2 separate regions of the Mus musculus genome follow, and region 1 is linked to region 2. The links are chromatin contacts, called in public promoter capture Hi-C maps. All regions are on one chromosome and are shown on one strand. Each heading gives the region's core, a stretch centred on a gene start, on an enhancer-like site or on the middle of the called end of the contact. The rest is flanking DNA. Distances are from core to core; before and after follow the strand shown. Region 1 holds the start of Melk (maternal embryonic leucine zipper kinase). Region 2 holds the start of Spaar (small regulatory polypeptide of amino acid response).

Region 1 (6,380 bases), core at 3,607-6,106, 570 kb after region 2:
CACATGGCCACAGGGATTCACAGCTTTCCCTCCAACATTAGAGACTCACCCATGCTAACCCACCCCTGCCTTAGTAGGCCAGGCACATTCTCAGCTGAGTGGCTCCTCTGGCTTTCTCTGAAATGCATATCTGCTCATCTCTGCCTTCTGGCCAGCATCCCCAGAGAGAAGGCTAGTACCCAAACATGGGGTCTCCTGTGTGTCAGCCATTTCTCTCTTATATGTCCTCTGTACCCCATGCTCCCGTTTTGCTGAACAGGTCTTCCTTCCTTTCTTTCTTTCTTTCTTTTTCTTTTTTTCTTTCTTCAAGACAGGGTTTCTCTGTATAGCCCTGGCTGTCCTGGAACTCACTTTGTAGACCAGGCTGGCCTCGATCTCAGAAATCCACCTGCTTCTGCCTCCCAAGTGCTGGGATTAAAGGCGTGTGCCACCATGCCCGGCTAGGTCTTCCTTTCTTACCATCCCCTCCCTGTGTCCACCCAGATTGCTTTCCCCCACCTTTGTGCTTCTGCACACTTATTTCCCCCTGTCTGGAGAATATTAGTCTGTCTGTCTGTCTGTCTATCTCTGACTGTCTCTGTGTCTCTGACTCTCTCTGTCATTCTCTCTCTGTCTCTGTCTTTCTGTCTCTCTGTCTCTCTCTTTTTTTCTCTAGGCACTTTGCTAGGATGTCTCAATTCTGGTCAGAATGAATTGTTCCTCTTTGAGCTCTACCCGGCATGGCTGGCTGCATACACTCATGACAGTACTTCTAGCTTGTTCTTTATTAGCACTGCTTTCTTGTTTATGAGTTTTGCGCGTCTCTGAGCTCCCTTGGGCAGAAGCCACATCTCTTTTCTTCTTTTCGCTGGCAGTGCCTTGAAAAGGGCCTGGCAAAGGGTAGACGCTGGTGACTGCCGAGAGAATGAGGGCACAGATTATCCTGTGTGACAGGGCAGGCCCTCGCGTAAAGGGGTGACACATGTATGTGTGCATTAGTTGTTTGTAAAACAGTAGTGAGTTTTATCATTGCCACGAATGGTGGTGTTGTTGGTAGAGATGTTCCGTTTTAAATGGCCTGGCCTAGTCAGTTTAGACACTCTTGAAACAAGGAGCAGCAGAGTAGGAATTCAGTTTCCTTATTGCCTGAACAAGGAAATAAGCCCACAGAGGTTTTGGGGCACAGAGGCTCATGGCTCCTGCCTTCTTGAACTGGGCTGTTTTCTCTGCTGTAGTATTATTGTTTCTTTCTTTTTTTGTTTTCTCTATGTAGCTTTGGCTGGCCTGGAACTCACAGTGTAGGCTGGCCTTGAACTCACAAAGGTACATTTATCTCTGCCTCCTGACTGGTGTGATTAAAGCTGTGTGCCACCACCACCTGGCCTAACTATTCTTTCGAGTGTGGTGCTATTCAAAATAGTCGCTCAAAATCATCTTGGGAATTTTAAATAGATATTAAATTTTTTTCATCATAACCTTGATACACTTTCTAAATGGTAACTATTTTTGGTTGTTGGTTGTTGACTTTGTTTGTTTCGCCTTTTGAGGCAGGGTTTGTCCTGGAAATTGATCTGTAAACTCACAGAAATCCGGAAATCCACTAGTAATTTTAATTTTTTTCAAAACTCTATTTTTTAAAAGATGTATTTATTTTATTTATATGAGTACACTGTAGCTGTCTTCAGACACACCAGAAGAGGGTGTCAGGTCCCATTACCAACAGTTGTGAGCCACCATGTGGTTGCTGGGAATTGAGCTCAGGACCTATGGAAGAGCAGTTAGTGCTCTTTAACCATTGAGCCATCTCGCCAGCGCACAAACTGTTTCTTTATCATTCACACAGTTTCTTTCTCTTTTCCCCACTCTTCATATTTCCATCCTTTATATTACCTTAAGTTTCCCCCTTTGCTTGAAAATCTTCTATCCAGAATCCTAAAACCCTTCACTATTATAAACTAAATATCTAGGGGTATTCTAGTTTGCTCTCTATTGCTATGTAAAACATCATGACCAAAGCAATCTGAGGAGCAAAGGGTTTATTTGGCTTAGACATCATTGGGAAAAGGCAAGGAAAGAACTCAAGGCAGGAATGAGGAAGGTAGGATTAGAGACCATGGAGGAGTGCTGCTGACTGGCTTGCTCCTCATGGCTTGCTCAGCCTGACTTCTTACACACCCCAGGACCATCTGCCCAGTGGTGGCCCTACCTACAACAATTTGAAGCGTTCACATCAATCATCAATCAAGAAAATGCTCCATATAAGGACTGAGGGGATGGCTCAATGCTTAAGAACGTTGACTGCTCTCCCAGAGGACAGGGGTTCAATTCCTAGCATCCCTGTGGTGCCTAAACTAGGTTATCAGAAGCACTCTCTTCTGGTCTTTGGAGGCACTGCACACATGTGGTGCTAAGATATCTACACAGGCAAAACACACATACACATACACATACACATAAAACAAAATTAAGTAAAAACTAAAAATTAGAAAAAGAAAAAAAGAAAATGCCCCACTTGCTGGCCTATCCAATGGGAGGCATTCTCTCTCTCTCTCTCTCTCTCTCTCTCTCTCTCTCTCTCTCAAAGATTTATTTTTTTATGTGAGTACACTGTTTTCAGACACAAGAAAAGGGCATCAGATCTCATTATAGATGGTTGTGAGCCACCATATGGTTGCTGGGATTTGAACTCAGGACCTCTGGAAGAGCAGATAGTGCTCTTAACCACTGAGCCATCTCTCCAGCTCAGGAGGCATTTTCTCAGTTGAAGTTCCCTCTTCCCAGATACCTCTAGTTTGTGTCAAGTTGACAACAATACTAATCAAAACTGGGAGCCAGTGAAATAGTTCCTTTGTAGAAGTGTGTGAGAAGGGGCAGTATGTCATCAATAAATGGTGATGGAACCATTAGCAAACACAAGCTCATCTATGAAATAGGTTTCTAAAAGCCTGCCCTTGGACAGGCTTCATGAAAGAGATTGGGACTCTAAATGTGTCCATTGATACAGGTTCAACAAAATTGCACTAGGGCACGCCCCATGTTGTATTCTGCTTTATGATTATCTGTGGGGAGGGCTCACTAAAAAGCTCTGTACATTGGTACCCTCTGTCTCTTTGGTAGCTACTTTCAAAACCAGACAGTCCATGAAGATGTGAATTAACTGCTGAGTGTCAAATAATTATAAAGATGCAAATACATATGCATCTTTATTTTTTTCTTCCCCATGGTTGTAACTCCTAATATATATATTTTTTGAGACAGGGTTTCTTTTTGTTTGTTTGTTTTTTTTCGAGACAGGGTTTCTCTGTGTAGCCCTGGCTGTCCTGGAACTCACTTTGTAGACCAGGCCGGCCTCGAACTCAGAAATCAGCCTGCCTCTGCCTCCTGAGCGATGGGATTAAAGGTGTGTGCCACCACGCCCGGCTCTAATATTTTTCTGGTTTGGGCTGTCACTACAATTTAACTCATGCAACCTATGTAAGTTTTATAATGACCAAGCTCATGACTAGGTATAATAGGGATGCTATGATGAAAAATACTTCTATTGGCATACTGGGTGTTTATGGCGCATTGAATTTTTCTTTCTTTCTTTTTTCTTTTTCTTTTTTTCCAAAAATCATTTCTGTATTTGTTTGCAGGGAGGGGTAAATGAGGAAGTCAGATTTCTGGGGATTGAATTTAGGTTTTCAGGGCTGGTGGCAAGTATCTTTACCCATGAGCCACATTGCTAGCATCTTGATGGGTAGTTAATTTAGTTCCTAAGGTTTTATAACTTATAGCAACAGATTTTAGTAAGAATTATGAGATGCACAGGGAAAAGTGGCACAATGTTAGAGCTCTTGCTTAGAATAGCCAAGGCCAGGGAGAGCCCTCCCATGAACCAGAAGGGGGAAAAAGATCAGGGGAAAGAGGGGTCAATGGGTAATGGCAATTGGTACCAAGTTGACAGCTTGACTTGATTAGTTAGACCCATTAGGTGGCAAGAGAGAACCAACTCTTGAAAGTTGTCCTCTAACTGCCACAGGTGTGAAGTGACACGTGCCCCCCTTCCCACAAGCACGCACTCGAATAAATGAATGTAATGAAAAATTAAGAACATAAAAAACTTAATTATATGAAAACTTTTTTTTTTTGTTTTGTTTTTGTTTTTCGAGACAGGGTTTCTCTGTGTAGTCCTGGCTGTCCTGGAACTCACTCTGTAGACTAGGCTGGCCTCGAACTCAGAAATCTGCCTGCCTCTGCCTCCAAAGTGCTGGGATTAAAATATGAAAACTTAGCAAGTCAATGTCTTCTGGAAAAAATTTCCTTGTCCCTATGAGATATGCACACTGCAGTTAGTAAAGGCAAACTATTAAAAAAAAAAAAGGAAGTGAAGATGAGAGAGGGTTTTGGGTGGTGTGGGGAGCAAGAAGGGAGAATAAAGTGGATATGATCAACATACATTGTATACGTGTATGAAAGTGTCGAAGAATAATGGTATTTTTAAAAAAATAAAAATATTCTTAAAAAAAAAGAAAGAAGGAGGCAAGGCCTTAAGTCTTCAGTCAGTATCTTTTTTTTTTTTTTAAATTAGGTATTTTCTTCATTTACATTTCCAATGCTATCCCAAAAGTCCCCATACCCTCCCCCCCCCACAACTCCCCTACCCTCCCACTCGCACTTCTTGGCCCTGGCGTTCCCATGTACTGAGGCTTAAGTCAGTATCTTAAAGTCTTCACCATCACCGATCCTGAGCATTTGACATCCTACACATTTAGTATCCCATCAAAAGTTTGAGCCTATCTCGCCCCGCCCCACCATCGCTCCGCCCAGTTTTCTCCCGGCCCCGCCCCACCTCCCTGGGACTGGGCTCCCTTGGGCCCCGCCTCTTCCGGCCCGCGAGGTTTGATTCCTTTGGCGGGCGGAAGCTGCTGGAACTTGAATCCTGCAGAAATTCCCACCGACTTGTTCCGGCTTTGCTAGACTCTGCAGCCGGCTGCTTCACCTTCTGTCCTGTTCGGTCCTGTTCGGTCCTTGCTGGGCCCGCTGCCCTTCAGGTCAGTTCTTCCGTCCTCGGGCCGCACTCTGGGCCTCGTGGGGCGTGGCCGGGAGACGGAGTTTCCCTGGGGTTCCACCCATCAGCACTGTTCTCTGTGAGAACGTCTAGGTTTTTCGACCCTGGCTTTCACAGATGGTGGATGGTAGTTTTTTTTTTTTTTTTTTTTTTTTTTTGTCTCGGGTTCTGAGATGTATCTTGCGTCTTGAACTCACTGGTCTCGAACTCACTTTGTAGCCAAAGTGGTCCTTGAATTCTGGATCCTCCTGCCTTACCTTCCTGAGCGCAGGAGATACAGGCGTGAGCGCTCCCCACTCCCCATTCCCCGCTCAGCGGGTAATTGATAAAGTTTGACAGAGCATTTGACGCCCCGGAGGCTCCCATAATGGGAATTTCCAGTTCTGTTTCAGTGCTTTTGACTGTCTGCAAAAGCGATTCAGAGATGGGCTTTGAGGCACTTACACTTTTCAACTCAGTTTTCTGGGGTATTCCAGTTAAAAGAGAAATGTGTGTAACCCCTTTGTAGAGCCCAAATCCTTCCTCACCTTGCACCTCTAAAGCAAGTGGCCCGAGACTCGTATTGTAAGGACGCCCAGAGGCTATAGCAGTAAATGGAGGAGCCAGGTGGCTCCTGCCAAGAAGGGTGTGGAGGGGAGCAGTTCCCTGCTTCTCATCCCAAGGCAGGAGCTCACACTAAGGTGAGGTAGTGAGTGTTCTAGTCTCACCTTAGGTAGATTTCTGTGGTTAATGGAGGAGGAGGAAGAGAGGGTTTCAGAGGGGTCTGAAACGTTGGCTAGAGAATTTAGTCCCAACTTTTGTTCATGTTTTGGCTTCTGTTTCTTCTTAAACACCTTCGTGGAAACAGTGGCTCTGTCCCTTTTATCTATTATGAACCAACTAGATGGACAGGTTAGTCCCTAAATGCTTTTGGGAATGAATGCCTCTATTGCTGCTCTCAGAAATCTCCGCAAAGGAGCAGAAGGGTGCCGCCACTCAACTGTATTCTAAGGCCAGGTTGTAAGCCATTCTGCACTCTCATCTGAAATGACCAGATCAGTGTCAATGAGCACGAGAGGCAAGTTAATGTGTTTTGTAGTAAGTGATAGCATGGCTCAAATAACACCATACTGGTAGCAAAATACCCTCAGTTTGCCTTTTATGAGGACTCACTGTATAGTCCAAGCTGGCCTCTAACTCACAGAGATGCACCTACCTGCCTCTGTTCCTGAGTGCTGGTATAAAGGCATGTACCACAGTTATCTAATAGAATCACAAATTTCCCAATATCTAGCTAATTTCTTATTTTTTTCAGAAAAGTGTCTCTATTGCATATACCCCATTTCTTCACCAACTAGAGGAGTTCTGAGAT
Region 2 (7,173 bases), core at 1,499-3,998:
TCAGTGACTGTGAGGGCTGAGCAGAGGCTGCTGAAGGGAGCCACTGAGTGAAGTGCAGAGATCCTCTGGCTTCCAGATGTTAGGCCTTCTGGGGAACACGACCCTTGTGTGCTGGATCACGGGCACAGCACTGGCGTTTTTGATGTTGCTGTGGCTGATGGCCCTCTGCCTTTTCCACAGATCACAGGAGCATGACGTGGAGAGAAACCGAGTCCGACAAGCCCGGCCTCGACTCTTCCATGGCCGGCGCCTGCGTCTCCCAAGACTTGTTCACCATCACCACCATCACCATGTGACCGGGGTGACCAGTGTGGGCGTTCACCACCACCATCACCATTCTCCCCATCGTCTCCACCACCACAAGCACCACCACCGCCACCACCATGCTCATGGAGCCCGCCGCTGAGGCCAATAGATAGCATCTACCTGGCTCTGCCCTCCATCCAGCAGCAACATGAGTGGATCCTGATGCTGCCACGGAAAAGGATGTGCCTCTGGGATGAAGGGGGGTACTGGGACCCTGGTCCTGCTTGGGTTTCATTTGCATATGAGCCCTTCTCCCTATGTGCAACAGAGACCCACCTGGGTGGCCCTCTACACAATGTGGGGCTTGAGCTTCGAGCAGGGCTGGCTGAGTTTCCTACCTTGTGACTGCAACTCCTGGTGACCCTGGAAGTAACAAGGGTATCTGGCAGAACCAGAGCCCAGGTGGAGATGGAGAGTTCTTCTGATTGGGGAGGCCCTGTGATGAGCTTCCAGGGGCAGACTGTGGTACGGGCATTCACTGCTGCTTGGCTGTAAGAAATAAAAGCCACCAGGAAGCTTTTTGTGTGAACTGGTTCTTGACTGTGGCACAGTGGGAGGGAGGGAGTCATGAGGGCCCTGGGAACTCTTCTGGAAGGAGCTGAGCCTGGGGTCTGGAACAGAGAGAAGTAGGTGGTCCCCGCCTAAGCTCTGAGGAAGAATTCAGTGTGGACGGCCCAGAGCTTTGGAGAAGGGACAGTTGAGACCCCTAGCCTGGGTTCTAGCTCTCGGAGCACCCTGCCTGAGTGCTCCTCCTAGCCTGGTCCAGAGCAGGAACCAACCCTGGGTTCAGTGTCTGTTTGGGGACTGAATAGGGATTCTTATGCAGACTCTGAGTCTCCAGCCAGCCTGTCTGCAGATGCACAGTAGCAGCTGATAAGACCAGAGGGAGGGAACAGTTAACTGCTTGGCATGCCGGGTGGCCTCAAGAGAATGTGCCTGGCCTGAGCCTCAGTTTTTCCTTCCTTAAAATGGAATGGATAGTAGAGACTCCTACCACAGTCAACAGGCATGCAAAGGACCCACACACACTATGAATAAAAGGTTGGGTCCATGAAGGGGAAGGAAATATCGTCCCAGCCTGAGCCTGAGAACAGGGAGAAGCAGGGCAGAGAGCAGCAGAGGGAAACGCCAGAAAGTCAGTGACTCACTGGAATAGAATGTCCTCTTTCCTTCTGTTTCCCAGGGGACTGTGCGAGGACTAGGCGAGGGGTGACCAGTGAGGAAGGGAAGAGGCAAATTCACACTGACAGCTGCACTGGGTTTCTGCACTGGGAAAGTGGACCAAAGGTCTGATGGACAGATCTCTCTCTCTCTCTGGAGTCCTTCACACCCATCCCTCTTTCCTCACTGCCGGGCTTAGCCCAGTCCAGCCCTCCACCCTTGTCCCTCTCTAGCTACAGCCACCTGCATTGCTGCAGACCTGCCCACTGCAGCTTCACGGGAATTTTACAGATACACCAAAGATGGGAAAGAGGGAAGAGGTTAGGCAGAAAAGGAAACGGGGCCGGACAAGCTTCCTGCATTCCTGTTGAAAATGCTGGCCTGTTCTCCCCAGCACGCTAGAAGAACAGGCAAAGGAGAAGCAAGATAAAAGGTTGCAACAGTCTCTAGGGCCCAGCTCCCAACCCCACCAGGCGATGTTGGGGATTCAACGAGCTACCCTACAGTACCCTTGTGGAGGATGAGCCCTGATTGTCAGAGCATCTTAGAAGAGGGGCTGTGGTAGAACAGGGCAGTATATTGTTTACTCTCCTGTCCTGTGAGTGGGCTGTTTGCCCATACTGCTACTGAAGTTCTCTTGGACCTTGGAGAAACTGGGAAAGTTTCTGGCTGCATGACCTTGGGCACAGCTCTCTCTCTCATTCTCTCTCTCTCATTCTCTCTCTCTCTCTCTCTCTCTCTCTCTCTCTCTCTTCTGGGGGCCAGGGGGTCCTGGTCAGACAAACGGCAGAATCAGGGAAATCACTCGATTGTATGGTCCCAGGAAGAGCGAGTTGGGGTGGAGACAGGGAACGGCTGTTTTGCCATTGGGTGCCATCCCTGTGACTCACTAGAAGCAGATCTGGTCAGGCATATCTGCTCTGAGACCATCATGTATGTCCCTGTAAAATTGAGGACCTATTACTGCACAGGGCTGTGGGACCAATGTTTATGAGAGAGACAGTGCCTGGCTATGTTCAGTACCCAGAAGTACTATTTCTTCAGGCTGATAATACACTCCTCGCTCAATGTGGGATAGTCTCAAGAGGAACTGGGTGTGAGTGGGCTCGGGCCGGGCTCCCTTCCCTGATACTCTCAAGGGTCAGTTAATGAGTCCGCAAGTGTGTGGGGCGGGTTAAGTGCTGTAGCCGGGAAGGTGGTGGCTGTGGGTCATAGGCCCCCAATCACAATTGGAGGAAGAGATTCAGGAAGTACTCACAGCTGCTCTAGCATCCCCGAGCCAAATTCCAGGCAGCACCAACAAAAACACTGCAGGCTTGGGAGGGAGAAGCATGGCCACCTGGGGTGGTCACCAGACAGGGGGTCACCAGCTCCAGATACAGTCAGGATACATGGCACTATTGGAGTCCAAGGTAAGCCTTCACAGCACCCCATGTGAGTAGTGGGCCCCGGTCGGCAGCAAATGGGGGTGGGGCATATGATGCAAAAGAACCCTGTGATGCAATGAAGGGGTTGGAGGAGGTCCTTCCGAATATACACCACACTTCCCAACCCTGCACAGAAAATGAGGTCAAGTACAGCCGACTCTTACTCTCCTATCTCCCTTCCTGCAAGCCCCTGTGTGCGCTGCCCCGCCCCCCACTCCACCTCCACTTGCTGGTATCTTTCTCCACCCCTGCCTCCCAGCCTAGGTGCACAGCCTGGGAAGGCAGCAGAGAGGCCAATTGCTGACCCTGGGTCCTTCCCAGGGAGGATTCAGACTCTTCCTGGGTCCTGCTAGGCGAGAGGAATTTTGTATAGTCACTAGATTTTTTTTTTTTTAATCAGTAACTCTTGAAGTCCTGAGGCGTTGCTCGTGGGCCTGGCTTCCGTCTTAGCAACATCTCTGCTCCTCCTTCCCTTGCCCCTTCCATGTCGAGGGACTCATTTGCTTACAGCTTTCCTGATAGTGCTTCTTAGCAGCTGCCAGTAGAGCCGACCACAGCTCTTGGAGGTCTGACCTGAGGTTAAAACTAGACCGAAGATCATCTGACTCCAGCAGAAGGATTTGGTGGCCTACGGTGGCACAGTTCAAGGCCTCAGAGCCGAGTCTTAGAAGGAGGCATAGGAGAAGCCGCTTGCTTGTCCTGGCCAACAGCCCCAGCTTCTGTTGGGACACTAAGACTCAGAGACCACCCACCGTGTTCGGTGTGACAAGTGCCACTCAGAAATCATGGAGACCGCGGTGATTGGGATGGTGGCAGTGCTTTTTGTCATCACCATGGCCATTACCTGCATCCTCTGCTACTTCAGCTATGACTCACACACCCAAGACCCAGAGCGCAGCTCCAGACGTAGCTTCACCGTGGCCACGTTTCACCAGGAGGCGTCGCTCTTCACGGGGCCGGCTCTCCAATCCCGGCCACTGCCGCGGCCCCAGAACTTCTGGACTGTTGTGTGAGGTTGGCAATTCCCTCGACATTTATTCTGCTAGTGGGTCAGACCCATCTGCCCCTTCAATAAGCAGTGTCTGGTGTCTCACTCCTCCCAGCTCTCCATCCGTATCCTTCTACGTTTCACAAACTTCTTGCCTCCCTCCATTCTGGCTCGCTCTTCCCTCTCTCCCTGGGGAGCTGAGGTGTCAGGACCAGGTGTGAGTTACCTCTGAGCTGAACGATCAGCTAGGCTCTACTCACAATGGGGCTGAGGAGTCTGAGGAGATGTGGAAGGATGCTGTGTGGTATCCTAATGGTGGGGTAGCTCCAGACAGCTATGGAACCTCACCGGAAGTTAGCACCCTGTCAGCGGGGTGCTGTGACAGAAGTCTATTTGCCACCCAGGGAACCAGAGCCCTCGAGCGGACGATTTGAAGAACTAAGTGTTTGTTAGTATTTTTGGATGCTGCACCGTGCCCAACCCTCAGGCTTGCTCCTGTTGCCTGAAATCAGCCCTGAAATTCTGAAAACAAAGAGCTGTTTTCTGGGAACAAGTGACTTATTTTATAATTGAGGACGTATATCCTTTTATGGATCTTTCCAAATCTGCTCTGGAAAACCACAAAAGGAAGCAGGAGAGAAAAAGAGAGCCACAGAGAGCACAAGGTGTTTCATTAACAGGAAGGCCACCAAGAAGACTTTAAAACACGTTTTGAACAAGACTTGCTTTATTGCTATAGTCCGACAGACTGTGTCTATTCTTAGCAAATGTGAGTGATTTGCGTCACTTAGGAATGATAGAAAAATCGTGAACTGAAAGATAATTCCAAAAAAGTCAAAATGTTGTTACATTTCAGCGCATGTGGAGCTGTTGATTTTAACACAAATAAAGGGACATTTGTTTTTATTAATAGAAAATCTGCTCACGGAATAGATGCTATCTTGTATTTAGAGACTATGATCTGAAGGATGAAAAATTATCTTCGTGGCTTGTATGTCTGAATCTGACCTTGAATGGGTAACTCTCTCAGGACCTGCCTGTTGAGGGGGATGAGACTGAACCAGGGTCCTCTGGGATGTCAGAGTGTCCCCAGACATGTGGCTGCCACAGGAAGGATCCAGAGAGACAGGCTTGGGTCTGGAGAGATTTGGGGGTGGGGTTGGCAGGGAAGAAGTGCAGGAAGGAAGTCAGAGTGCTAGATGGGGGTGGAGTGAATCTGGGGAGGTCGAGGCTCAGGAGCTTCTGGAAACATGTCCTTATCAGTCTGGACACTGAGTCCCTGACTAAGGCTTTTACAGACAGGCCACAGGGAGGGCAGGGAGTCCTGGGGACTCAGTGAAGGACTCACAGCAGGTTCCAGGGAGAGCCAGTGTGGGTCTGAGGCCAGTAGGGATGGGCACCTGAGTGGGGAGAAAGAAGCATTGTCTAGGGGTAGCAGCCAGACCGAGGTAGAGCCCTCACTGCAGCTCCCCCTGAGGGCTGGATCGCCAGGCTTTGTCTCCCCCTCAGGCAGAGCTCTGCTCTGGGGCAGGCTCTGAAGATCTTTCTTGAAAGGAATCTTGCCATCTCCACAGACACTGAACGGAACCTTCTTCCCAGCATCAGCTAGACTGCTTGAAGGTGGGTGAGTCCCCAGAGCACAAGGGTGTGTGTGTGTGTGTGTGTGTGTGTGTGTGTGTGTGTGTGTATGCACGGAATCCTTCCCAAGTTGCTTTTGGTCATGTGTTTTTGTCACACCAATAGATACCCTAAGTATGCCATGATCTATCCATTTACTCACTCACCCACATAACCATGCCTTCCCTTACCCTGTATTCATTCATTCCATTATTCGGTCACTTGTCCTCCATTTGGTGAGCATAGACAGAGCTCTGCTGTGTACCTGCTCCTGCTCAGAGAAGGTGAGAGTCAGTCAGACCTGGTCCCAGCGCTCAGGGAACACCTGACAGAACAGAAGCGACATGCTTTGGGTGTTGGAGTGGGGTGGGGATAGGGAGAGAGCTGGGAGCCCAGGGAGATTTGAGAGGAGGAGGAGGAGGAGGAGGCCCCTGAACTGGAATGGAAGCAGAGAAGAGTCTTCGATGAGACGATCCAAGAAGGTGTTGGTATAGAGAGCCTGTGGAGCAGGGAGAACAGCAGCTTGGCCTGGCCTGGAGGAGATGAGGCTGGACACTGGTCATCTCCCAAGGGAATCATGTTCCCAGGCAGTGGATGCTAAATATAGTACCGAGGCGGCCTTGGTCCAGGGACAAAAGAGCACATGGCTACCTGCTGCTGATGCAGTGGGAAGGTGGGTCTGACTGAGGGCAGGGTATGGGCCCCAGGCCCTCAGGACTGTGGAGGTGGGTCTGAGGGCAGGGAGATGCAGCCTAGAAGAGTAGGACTTCTAAAACGGAAGGTGGTCCTCCCTGGGGCAATCTAGCAAAGGGCTGAGAGGTATAGTTAGAACAGGAGCAGATCTGGGAGAACACAGACTAGAGACTCTGGGGAGTAGAGTCTCTAAAAACATAAGAACGCCAGATAAGCTGGGATTTCAAGTAAGTGATGAGTAATTTCTAGTTTGAATGTATTTCATAAAATAGTTGGAACACACACTAAAACGTTCATTATCTATGTAAGATCAAGTGTTATAGGGCATCTTGTATTTTACCTGGTAGCTCTATGGGGACAGGGGAGTCTGAGAGGCTGGGTAACTGGTTAAAGACAGCAGAGGGTTGTCAGAGGAGCGTAGAGAGAACTTTGCAACATAAGGGTTGACAGTGACATTGGTGACAACAGTGGACAGCCACTTTGCAGGCTATGATGTGTGTGCATGTGTGTGTATGGTGTGTTGGATGTGTCTGATGTGCAGTATGTATATGTTTCATGATACGTGGTATGTGTAATGTGTACAATGCTGTGTAGTATATGTGGTGTCTTGGGGTTCCTATTGTTGTGATAAAACACCATGACCAAAGCAACTTGGGCAGGAAAGGGTTTGTTTGGCTTATGCTCCCCACATCATAAAAGGAAGTCAAGACAGGAACTCAGACAGGGCCGGGACTGGGGACAGCAGCTGATGCAAAGGTCACAGAGGAATGCTGCTTACTGACTTATTCTTCATGGCTTACTCGGCCTGCTTCCTTATAGAACCCAGGGCCACCAGCCCAGAAACGGCTCCACTCACAACAGGCTGGGCCCTCCCACATCCATCACTAATTTAAAAAATGTTCTACAGGCTTGCCCGAAGCCCAACTCTTTTTTTTTTTTTTAACTTTTTATTGATTCTTTGAAAACTTTACACAGTGGGCT

What was found. Capture Hi-C pulls out chosen DNA fragments and counts their contacts.
Region 1: a promoter capture Hi-C map of adipose tissue shows a contact between it and region 2. The contact joins the promoter of Melk here to the promoter of Spaar in region 2. A contact is called at or near these places in 3 of 9 other capture datasets (adipose tissue, embryonic stem cells and liver).

The regions. Positions count from the first base shown.
Region 1 is chr4:44,296,061-44,302,440 of GRCm38.p6, forward strand. Melk (maternal embryonic leucine zipper kinase) reads left to right here and starts at 4,857. Exons shown (of 18, transcript NM_010790.2): 1 at 4,857-5,012.
Region 2 is chr4:43,727,286-43,734,458 of GRCm38.p6, forward strand. It overlaps Spaar (small regulatory polypeptide of amino acid response), which reads left to right and starts at 2,749. Exons shown (of 2, transcript NM_001348108.1): 1 at 2,749-2,879; 2 at 3,295-7,173. The coding sequence starts at 3,680. The coding sequence ends at 3,907. Hrct1 (histidine rich carboxyl terminus 1) reads left to right here. Exons shown (of 1, transcript NM_027511.1): 1 at 1-825. The coding sequence starts at 77. The coding sequence ends at 406.